Linked DNA regions of Gossypium hirsutum: region 2 is linked to region 1. A link is a contact called in public Hi-C data. All regions are on one chromosome and are shown on one strand. Each heading gives the region's core, a stretch centred on a gene start, on an enhancer-like site or on the middle of the called end of the contact. The rest is flanking DNA. Distances are from core to core; before and after follow the strand shown.

Evidence for each region. Hi-C and Micro-C count contacts between places; a contact is called where the count stands out from the background.
Region 2: a contact with region 1 is called in a Hi-C map of leaf, with 8 times the contacts expected there. The contact joins the promoter of LOC121218303 here to the enhancer-like site in region 1. A contact is called at or near these places in 8 of 34 Hi-C or Micro-C datasets (anther, callus and leaf).

Annotation. Positions count from the first base shown.
Region 1 is chrD06:16,423,783-16,429,744 of Gossypium_hirsutum_v2.1, forward strand. No RefSeq gene overlaps it. Among protein-coding and RNA genes, the nearest start is that of LOC121219016, 19 kb to the right of the region's middle. Within about 2 kb of position 1,904, at least 4 of the 9 cell types and tissues checked have an H3K27ac peak or open chromatin away from gene starts, as enhancers often do. A contact at or near this core is called in leaf, where this site is marked.
Region 2 is chrD06:16,642,094-16,648,411 of Gossypium_hirsutum_v2.1, forward strand. It overlaps LOC121218303 (acyl carrier protein 1, chloroplastic), which reads left to right and starts at 2,620. Exons shown (of 4, transcript XM_041095355.1): 1 at 2,620-3,270; 2 at 3,445-3,561; 3 at 3,679-3,798; 4 at 3,926-4,231. The coding sequence starts at 3,169. The coding sequence ends at 4,051. LOC107901001 reads right to left here. Exons shown (of 10, transcript XM_041095351.1): 6 at 6,227-6,318; 7 at 5,817-5,906; 8 at 5,599-5,730; 9 at 5,288-5,438; 10 at 3,514-4,040. The coding sequence ends at 5,304.

The DNA of each region.
Region 1 (5,962 bases), core at 654-3,153:
GTCATTAAACCTAAACCACCATGAAAATTTTACTTATCACCTCATACCTTATTATCAAATTGAACTAATTATGCTTATAAAAATAATATCAAAACCGAAACCTTTTGATAATTAAGCCTCTAATTATTTATTACAATTACTCAAACGAAATTTTCTCACATTTAACACTTATATACCAATCAATTGTTGAAGACAAACAAAATCTCATTTCCTCCCTTGACAACCACAACCGAAAGCTCAAACCAACATCTAAAATTCCAAGTTTTCAAATGGGCTAATATGGAACTAGCTAATTGACTTAAACTAAACTTAAAATTTCAAAAACTAGCAAAATTTTTACTAACCTTCTCAAGCTTCAAGTGACCGAATGTTTCCCTCCTATCTTCCTCTTTACAATCGGCCAAGAAGAACCAAGGATACAAGCTTTGTTTTCATTACCTTTCTTTTTTTCTTTTATTCTTTCTTTTATTTATTATACTCCAATAACCCAATTTCTTATTATAATATCAAATTCAACAAATATATTGCCCATCATCAATCCATCTTGGCCGGCCACTATAAGGGAATTGGGCAATTTGACATGCAAGTCCACCCTTGTTTTGACATGCACTAATAAGCCCTTTAAAATTAGCCTATCATATTTCACCATGTCTCATGTTGATCCCTATTTAATAATTCCTCATGCAATTGGCAAAATTAGGGAATGAAACTTCCACATATGCATGTACACACACATAATAAACATAGAATATAGCAATTAATTATTTTTATAACTCGGTTTTGTGGTCCCGAAACCACTTCCCGACTAGGGTCACATTAGGGCTGTCACAATTTTGTATGATTTGTCTACCGCTTGCATTGGTTTTCTTATGATTGAACTCACATTGAGCTTCTTAAGCTCACTCCCCCATTATTTCTATATTTACAGATAACCCACCAGGTTATGACATGGACTCCGCATACGAAAGGCTCGGCTCGAATTGATCTTTTTTATTAAAAAGTATTTTAGATTTACTACTTAAAATTTCTGTTATTTTGGAATTGTATCGCTTTATTTGAATTGTGGCATGGGACTATGATTTTGAGTTTATTTAGTATGCATGATATTTAATTCAAATTTAGGATATTGAAACATGAATTTTAAATTAATTATGCATAAAATAATTCTAATTTTACTTAATTAAAACTAAGTTGAATATCACTTTTCCGCTACTAGATTATAAATAAAATTTGAGTAATAAATAAAATGGAAATTAACTAAGTTTTCCTCTAAAATAAACAAATGCTTAAAATGTCTGTTTTATAAACTCCGTTAACTTACTGATAATTTTGGTGGCCAATGTAATCTTCTGAATTCGGACTTAACGTCTAGATCAGATTATGAAAGTTACAAATTTTAAATAAAAATTATATACCAAAAAATGAATTAATATCAATAATGTTAATATAAAAATTCAAACCCATGCATCACATGGACCAAAAACTAGTAATGTTTGTTTATAAAATTATATAAGAGCATTAGGCTGGATTTGATTCTTGAAAATATTTTCTATTTTCATTTTTAAAAATAATTTTAATTTTATTTTTTGTACTTTTGGAAATTGAAAAACATGTTTGGTAATCAATAATGAAACTTTCCTTTCAAAGTTCTAGGAAATTTTAGTTAAGCCTCCTTAAATTTTTGAAAATTTTTATTAATTTTATAAAAAGGTTAATTAGACCTCAAAATTTTTTTTAAAAAAAATCTCATTTAACTCCTAATTTTAAAAAAAATTTTACTAGACCTCAGAACATAATTCTTGGATCAAATGTTATTTTGATCTCGAGGATGCTTTCTTGCAGTGATGGATCCTAGGCCCATAAGGATTTTTGACGCCTAACTAAAATTTATTAAAACTTTCAAAATTTCCCATATTTTTGAGGCTAGGCCCATAAGGATCCGCCCTTGCTGTCTTGCTTTTCAGGGCACTTTGATGGCTTTCTTTCTCTGCTGTCTTCTTCCTGTTTGGGAGTTTGTTCTGTCGTCTTATGAATTATGAAATAAAATCATTCTTTATGAAAAGAGGCAAGGGCTTGTCTCGTCAAAAAAAAAAAAAAAAAATCCACAATCCTCAACAACCATTATTTACTGCCCTTTTTCCATCTTCTCCATGACTACTGCGTATGTACAAAATTTTATTTTTTACCAAACAATTAAATACTGTGGGTTTTCTCTTTTCTTTTTTCAATTAATAATAAAGTATTTGACATTGTAAATAAACCTTTTTTTTCTTTTAAATTAGTAAAAATGGTGGAAACCTTCAGAAGACTGGAAAATCTCCGCGTATGACGTAAAGCTCAGTCCAAAACCATGCATGACCCTAATAATATTATACATGCTATATCTAAATATCATAACCTTATAATTAATTAACTAGGCTAAATATTACTAGTCGTGGAAGTGGAGCTTTACTTTTTTAAAAGGCTTCAAGTTTACTAAAGTATTAGATTTTAAAGACCTTAAATTGAAGTGGTGGCACTTCTTCAACCACCCCATAAAATGTTTTTCTACTTATGCGGAGTGCTTAATCAAAAGTATGTACTCACTTCAACAAATATAAAAGTGAACATATCGTGATAATTTTCTTTATTGTTGTACTTTGAAGATATAATACTCTCACCACTAAATTCATCATTTTTGAATTCAACAAGTAAAATCATAACACAAGATTTTACTATCAAATTGTACTCACACAATAATATTATGAAAAGAACATATTAAGTGCTTAACTCTTAGTACAATCACCTATTCAAGACTCTCAAATATGTAGACTTAATTTCAAGACTTGCTTACATATGAAGATATCTATATCGATCCCACTAAAGCAACAACAAAATAAGTTTAATACATTATAATAATATCAAACACTGTAAATATAGACTCTTGACAACTAAAATCATGATCCAACAAATTATCTTGCGTAATTTAATATCAATCCAACCAATATAAAATTCTCGAAGTAATATAATTTTTTTTATAATGGCTAAATACCAACCATATAATTAATATAGTCCAATAAATTGTTAATACCTTAAATATGGAAATTGTGTCTTTAAAGATTTGATGTTGGTGAGGGGAGTAGGCACTCCCTCTATCACCAAACTTACCAATTTCATATTTTTCAAAAAAATTAATATTTGATTTAATTAATAACTCTAATCAGGGGAAGAAAACCAAGAAAGAATTTTTATATATATTTGATTTGAGTAATTAAGTTGTGGAAATTCAAATTAAGGAAAGTTATATTTTGTTTTTTACCGAAGAAGTCTTTTGTTGCTTATGTATATGAGTTGAGGTCTTCCTTTTGATAATAATGAATAATGAAGCGTGTGTGTCCCCAAAGAAGTTAGGATTTAATAAAATGTGACGTGATGCACGCACCGCATTGAGCCAGTGTGGTGCTGGGAAACTGCAGTTTTGACAACTGCCACATGCTTCAATTTCTCACCCCTCCCCTCTTTTTCTTCTATCTTCTTTCTATTTTATTTCTTAATTAAGGTTTAAATAATTTCCAACTCACTACCGTTTTTATTTTGGTATTAATTTATCTATATTTTAAAAATATTTATATATTATTTACGTATTACATGCATATAAATATATTTTAAAATTATTAATTACGTTGACTAATTTAATTAAATGTTTATATTTTATTTTAAAAATAGTTAAGATAAAAATATTAAAAATTAATTTAAAATATCAAAATCTTCTACAGGGTTGATTTAAAAACTAGGTTTGATGCTTTTATTTTCACCAATTTAGTCATTTTGATCTTTTTTTTTCATTTTAAAATTATAAAAATCTATTTGGTAACATTATTTATGAATTTTCGTTAATTTTGAATATGTTACATTTTAATATTGATTTAAAAAATTAATTTTAATTGATAAAGTAGGTTCAAATTTAGAAGAAGTCAATTAATATTATTATTAATTGAATTTTAAATTTTAAATTTCAAAAGTAGGAACAAGTAGAAGAAGAAAAAGAAAAGGAGGAAACAATGGAAATCATTTTCTTTAATATATATGCAAGGTGCTGGCTTTTTGGTCTTACAGCATACTCTTCTAAGTGCAAAAAATTATTCCACAAAAATGAAAGGAGAAAGTGTTGTTGAGACTAAGCTACCAAATTTTGTGTCAGCAAAGAAAAGTGAGTTGAGTGGTAATTTCCACATACACCACTTAAGCTTTCTTCTTCACATTTCCCTACCCTTTGGACTTTGGAGGCATAATCTTGTTGGAAAATAATACAGATCCATTGTCGACTTTAACATGCAAACATTTTTTATTTTTAAAACATATTGCTTTACAAAATTTTGAACAATTAGTCTCTCTATTTTAATTTATCCAAATTTAGTTATTTTGACTTATGAAAATAGAGAAATTAATCCAACACAATTAAAATTTGTAGTTTGAAAATTTATAAGCCAAGAATTAGCTAAAATCAATTATTCAATTCCATCTAATTATCAACAATCAAATTAATTTCTTGGTTCTCACAAAATATAAATACCAAATTTTTACATACAAATATAGATGGATCAACTTTTTCAAGGTGATGAAAATCATAATTAAAAATAATGAAAATATATAACTAAATTTTTAAAAATATTTGACCTAACTATTCTAATGCAAATAATAATATGATAGCTTCAATTTTTAAATTAGCCCTAAATTATGATTTAGATTATTTTATAAATGTAGATATAGTGTACAACAAGAGAGGAAGTCAATGAGGAGATACGAAAGAGATCACATTGGGGCTATAGAGGTCGGTTCACCTAAAGAAGTGAAGAGTCAATTCAAGAATAAGAGGATAGATTAGCTGCTTGAGGAAGCAATTGAGCATAATAACTTCATGGTATTAAAAAAGTTGATCATTTCTTCATCGTTGATGAGGATACTTATAAGGAGGTCTTCATTTTCACTAGTATGACATGACAGATCATCATGAAGGAAGTTATCATCATCTGATACATGAAGAACGTGCATTGTAGGGCCTATTCTATTACGAATTTGATCAATACAAGATTGTTATACCCGGGTGGATCCCATATCGGTTCAAGGGTTGAGAAATGTTAACACTTAGAAAGTGGTTGCTTGGCCATTTCTTGATATGACGGATGAAAACACGGGAGGGGGGATATATCTTTGTTTAAAGCGGGTGGTCAAACGTGATCAAGCGAGACACCTTCTCAAATGAAGTTAACACGAGGTCAACATTGTCTATATTACATCCCGAAAGGTTGGGGTATAACCATAAATATAAAAAATTGATTGTACCAACTGGTCATCTCTTAAATTGAATAATTTACTAGTTCAATATGAGTCAAAGTACCCTTCTTATTAAGTACAGAGCACTTAGCTCAAATTATTCATACTAAATAAATAAAAACGAGTATCTTAAATTATAGTATTCATGCTTGACTTTTCAAGTAATGTGATATTCATAGTTTAATTACTAGATATACAAAATTAATTTTGTATATATTAAGTCAAGTAATATATATAATTAATCCTTGTAAATTTACAAGCACTCAATAAGAATTAACAAAAATATTATTTATGATGATATATTATATAAATTCAATAGTTATTTTAGATGATTACTTTTAATGTATTAAGTGAAACTATTATTAAATAATAATTTTATTTAAGCCAACAACTTTTTGATCAAATGACAAAAGCATTATGTTGTAACTACGAGAGTTTATGTTCGATCATAAGCAATTTTATTTCCCTTCCCAATTGTAAAAAAAAAATAAATTTATTTAAAAAGAGCAACATAAATATTACTAGATTTTGTCATGTAAGTGAAAGAAAAATATGAGATTAAAATTATATTTATAAAAAAATTGCTCGACATGGGTTCGAACCATATTACCCTCAATATTATTTAAAAAAATCAATAATTGAGTTATAA
Region 2 (6,318 bases), core at 1,370-3,869, 220 kb after region 1:
AGAAATAACTAGCTAGCATGGATAAAAATAAAATATTAGAAAACACGAATATGCAAATTGTATACGACATTTTCCCCTCCGAGGATTGCTCTTTTTCTCTCTCTGCATTGTAAATTATCCTTTTACAGCAATACATACAGGTTGTAGTTTTAGACCTCTATTCTAAACAAAACCACTTCTGAATAACCAGAAATATACATTTTCCGGGGTGGTTGTTTTGGCCCCCTTTAATCAAGTTGGTCTCCATGAATGCCTTAGGCTTAGCCTGAAAAGTTGAAGCAACAGTAATTACGGCTCCATATGATTATTAAATGTAGAACACTCTTTTTCATTCATTTATATTCACCTCCAAACTCACCCATGGAAAATCCGGTGAGAAGTACATCAACTTTTATTAAATAAGATTATGTTTCTCATTAAAATTTTAAATTTGTTTAAATTATATTTACCAAGAATATAATCATGGAAATATTTATCAACAATATAATTCAACATATTTGTGAAGAGCAAAAATATGTTCTTGAAGAGTTAACAAATCACAAATAAATATGTTTCTATTTTTAAATATAAATTAATAAATTACTACCATTCAATTATTTATAATTACTAAAATTATATATAAAAAATTAAAGTTTACATGAAATTTAGTCCATTTAATTTCTGAATTTAAAAATTCAAGTTCAACTATTATCACCGTTAAATTCTTTTATTAAATTTATTATGAAATTAAAATATTGGCAACTTGTAACAATAATATTTTTCTTAAAAATACTCACTCAATATAAATTAATTTTTTAGTTGTAATGTGTTGATTAATTAAAATTCAATTTTTAATATAGTACCAGAGTAAAAACTAAAATTTAATAAAATAATACAAGGCAAACCAAAAGTAGCGTTAAGTGGTAGGGTTGTTGGGACCTTACTTTTATATACTTAATTATATAACAATCCTGCAACACAAGAGTTTTAAACCAACTCTAGTCACTACATACTGTTTTTCTATTGGTACCTATTGCCCGGATATATTATTATTTTTACAAAATACTTTTTATATATGTATATAAATATTAAATAATAAAATTAAATAGAAATAAAAATTTGGTTAAAATGGTAAAGATAACATTCTAAAATTTATTGATGGCACCTTATGTCAATTTTAAAAATAAAATACTCTTCAATGATATAAAATATTATTTAATTAGCTTCACCACATAATCTCAAAATAAACAAGTAAAAATCTATTTTATAAATTAAACAATAAAACTATTTCATTTCATAATTCAACAAATCTAAAATAAATAATAAAAATTCTAATTTTAATTTTCTTATACCACACTATATTCCAACTGGTATGCACTGGCACCAATTATACCAATCGAAATTTGTATTAAAGTGGAACCCAAAATTTAATGTTATGATCTATTGTAGGAATGAAACGTTCCGGCTGATATAAGTGACACCGGAACGATACCAACTATCATGATAATATTCATAAAAAATTGTTTATATTGATTTCGCTTAATAAATTAATTTTAAAATGCTTTCCATTTATTCCATTTAATAAAGAAACATAAATTAATTTATAAATTTATTAAGCGAAATGAATATAAACAACTTTTGAGGTGCAGAACTGTAGGTTTCTTTTTTTCTCTCTTTCAAAATGCCCAAGAATGGGGGTGGGACCGCCTGCAATGACTGACGGACATGATGGGACCGCTCATAATCGCACGGCTATAATTTTTCAGTGAGTGGAGGAGGTTGGAACATTTGCTGACAACTGGATGCCACGTGCCAGATCAATGAGGCTCCAAATAGAGGCACGTTGCCACGCGGGAACCCACGGAAAGGGACCATGACAGCTGGCCACCATTTGCAATATCATTTATTTGGGTTCTATTTTGAATTTCCATGGACGATGAAATTATGATAAAAATTTAATATTTTTTAAGTAAAATTTAAATTTTGAGTGTTGTATTTTAAAATTAGGAAATAATGTTATTTTAATTTCAAATTCAGTCAAAGTTTAATAACATTATTAAATATTAATGTTTTTAGATATAAAAATATGAGCATAATAAGAAAAGGTAAAATTATCAACTACATCATCTTCATTCCACAACTATTATGTTTACGATGGAGGTATAATTTTAAAAATTGCCATCATTTTATAAATATTAAATGCATTCATTTTATTCGCACCTCACTTCACTTTACTTTAATTTTATTTTTGTTAGTTATTTAAATACATATGATTTTTTTATGACATGTTTATATATTTTTATCATTTTAATAGTTATTTATATAAGTAAAATAATAATTTTTACAGTAAAATAAGATAAAATAAATAAACAATTATTATAACCATTCGATAGGCAGTTTCTAAAAAATTCATTTCGTCACACCCAATTTTTCAAAAAATTCATGGATGGTTGGAATTTTTTTATTATGGAAGATGATGCAGTCTTTTTTTATCTCTAAGCCATTTACGGTCGAAAGCGTAAGGTCACTTTCCGCTATAACTGGGGGAGGGTTGGTGGCGGTGGGACCATTTCAAATTTCAACCTGCCACCAACAAACAACACCTTACACAAAACCCCCAACATAAGACAGCAGAGCAGTGCAATGCAGCATATCAAATTTTCTATACATATAATATGGCTTTGATTGTGGTTTTGAATTATGACAAGTTTCACCCAATAGAAACTGCCAGCCCACTGTCTCTCTGATTATAAACCGCAAACACATCAATTTTCTTATCTTATTAATATTTTGAGGTGTAAATGTAATAATATTTAACATTTGAATGCAAGCACTTGATAGGATAGGAGGTAACTGTTCTACTGTTGCCATACCATGCATGTAGTGGTGAATTTCTGCAAATAGAAAATAACGTTAAGAGTCCAATTTGCATAGCATAAGCAAACACAGAACATCCATGGAAGTGACCGCCCCATTCTAAAAGTCATTAAAGAAAACCAAATCAAACATTGGAATCATCATCGGGTGTTCATGTAACTCCCCGGACACTTTCTGGCATTGTCTTCAACATTTTCTCTATTTATATATCTACAACTTTGAGTTTCTTCATCAATTTACTTCCTTTTCACTACTTGTAATACCCTATATATCTCGTTATTTTCAGCCTGCATTTTAGTCAATCCAGTTTCAATGGCTGCTTTTGCTTCAATCTCCGCATCTTCATTGCCCGCCCCTGCTACAATTCCTTTTGCCAAAGGATCTATTTCTCAGCACAAAAGCTTCACCACCATTGTAAGTGATCCTTTTTGGGGAAAAAAAAAACTACAATGTGAATAGTATGGCAGATTTAACCGACCAATGAGGTCTCGGTTTAATGACAAAATAAAAACTTTGGGACCTTTCTACCTATGTAAATAATACTGGCTCATCATGTGTAGATTTCATCCAACCGAGTTTTTATTGCAGGGATGTCCTGTAGTATGCAATGGATTGAAGCTTATTCCAAAGATTCAATTCTCCAAGGAGAGAAACAAATTTTCGACTCAATCTAGCTGCTTTAAGACATCAGTTTCATGCTCTCTTGTAAGAAACTTGTAGACCATGTCTTTGTTTCGTTTTTTTTTTTTCTTATTACAATTGTCTTTAGTACATGAAATCGTCATTAAGCTCATTATCTTCGTACATATTGGATTCCACTAGGCTCAACCTGAGACATTGAAAACCGTCCAAAATACCATTGCCAAGCAATTGTCAATTGATGTGAGCTCAGTGACTCCTGATACTAAATTTGCTGATCTAGGAGCTGATTCACTTGACACGGTGCGTTACACCTTTTACAAGACATATCCACATTTGTGTTTTTTTTTAACCCTTTCAGTTTCTTACATCATGAGCATAATATCCTGGTTCATTTCTTATGTTTTGTTTGATGTCAAATTCATTTCAGGTGGAGATAATGATGGCGTTGGAGGAACAATTTGGAGTTTCAGTCGGAGAAGGCGGAGCTGAGAACATCACAACCGTCCAAGATGCCGCGGACTTGATTGAGAAAGTGAAAGCTGCTGCTGCATAGGCCACTTACAAGAATATCAGAACTTATTTTCTTTTAGTTCCTATAAATGCCACCAAAGAAAAAATCATAAATTACAGTAATCGATTTTCCTTTTCTTTCCTACAAGGTGTGGCACTATTTTTCTTTCCTTTTGCTTAACCAAGAGGGCAATTTTTGTAACAGGGTGGATCTTAAATTGTAGCCTGTCACTTGTCTCTTTGTTCTTTTCTGTTTCATGCAAAAGCAAGAACGAAAACAGTAAAGCCAATGAATAAATGCATGAATCAACTTGAGCTTTGTTTTCAGATATGCAACTTACAGCTTCTTCCGGTGAGAATCCGGTTAAAATCTGGCTGAAAAATGAAACTTACAACTAATATAAGATCATTATCTAAGCAACAAAGATAAGAGTTTGTTAACCCCCATTTGCAGGGTGTATTGTTCCTTCTCTTTTCAAAACAAGAAAACATGTAATAAGAAAGTTGTATTTAGCCTATCCTAAAATGTTTGGCAGGTTTTGCAACCAAGCTAGGGCTGTAATTGATGGGTAATGCAATGACACCCTCAGAGGAATACCATCATCTGAAAGGCCCTTATCTTAAATATACATACAATGGTCAAACGGTAGCACAAAAACATGGTTAGGATTATTTGATAAGAGAGCATCAGTCACTTAACAGCATGTATATTGAAGAAATACACCAGAAAAAAGCATGAAGAAAATACCAATAAACCAGAAAGATTCAAACTTAAACGTATTCTCCAACTGACAAATAAACCTCATTCATTTAAAGGATCATAGCCTTTTTGGAACCCAAAAGTTTAGAAAAGTAGCTGTTAAAGAGGGTGATAATCCAAGCAAAAAGGAAAGTATTTATCATACACCAGTATATATGCACTCAGAAATAACATTCACAAGCTACATAACCATGTATGTTCAAATAGAGAAAAGTATTTGCCAATTTATTTCATGGATTCGGAAGAGACCAACCAATTCAGCTAAGAAAATTCATATTGTGTACATTCAAGCAAGAAATGTATATCAGATAAAAGAAGCTCTCAGGGGCACATTTTATATTCTTTTTTGATCCATTTGTAGTCTAAAGTTCAATTCCTAATTTTCCTTTGTTGGTACATATGAAAGCTCATTCAGCTTGGCTATACACATGCAGCTATCTAATTTTTAATTCCTTGGACCTCAATAATCTCATAAATTATATTTTCAATAAACTGTGTGCCCGCACAGAATCAACTTACCATTGAATTTTGGCAGTTACTCTTCAAAACGTCTGAACCAATCAGAAATTGTTCTTGAGAGCACTTTAGTTTCACTCAGTGAAAGAGTCTTAAATCCCTGAGCAATAGCATCTGCCGGAGTGTATACATATCCTGCTTGCCATTTTGGTTCCTGATCAGGCAAAGTAAATTTAACATATTCAAGATGCGTACCATTTTGAACATGGAAACTCAATGTATCCATGCTCGCCACACAGCCAGCTGTATAGAGAAGGTGAGGGACAGAGGGGTGAACAAGGGAGGCAGAAAGAAATAAACTTTGCATGTCATACCGGCACACACGGTGTTATATGGTTGCCACTTAATTGGACCTTTTCTAGCGTCCCAGCAATAGACTCCACGCGAGGCTTCAATGTCTCTTCAAGGAGATCAGTTTCATCAATTGTGTCAAAGTTGAACTTCACCTAAAAACAGATGTAGGTTCACAAGAATAAACACAATAGCAACCTACAACATCTAATTAACCAAATAGAATGCACAAAATGTACACCAGTAGTGTATGTTGGACATTGTATTTGTTCTTGCAACATTCACGGTTCTCAGAAGGTGTAGGCTTGAACTCTGATATCCCTTGTGTGACCTAAAGGAAACAAGATTACAAAGTGAAAGTAAAAAATTAATGTCCACCTGTCCAGGGAAATCTCACTAGCATCAAAGAAGCATCAGAGGAAAATTGGTCTAATCAAACTAGCAAATCACCACTATCCTCACTTTTGTGTTACATTTGCTCAATAAGATTCAAGTTACAAACTCCAAATTGGAGTCTCATCCACTAGAACAGTCTAAACACAATAAGTTGAAACCGCATGGCAGAGAGAAGAAAGAACCAATTACAGTGCACAATAGACTTGGTCACTTCATGTAGTACCTCAGACAACTTTGTAAAAGACATATAAATACCTGACCAAAAACGGAGGGCAACTGATCCACAAAATTGGTGAACGAGACAAAGGCTTCTTGGTCTCTTTCAGGTATCATTGCTCCAGCAGTGT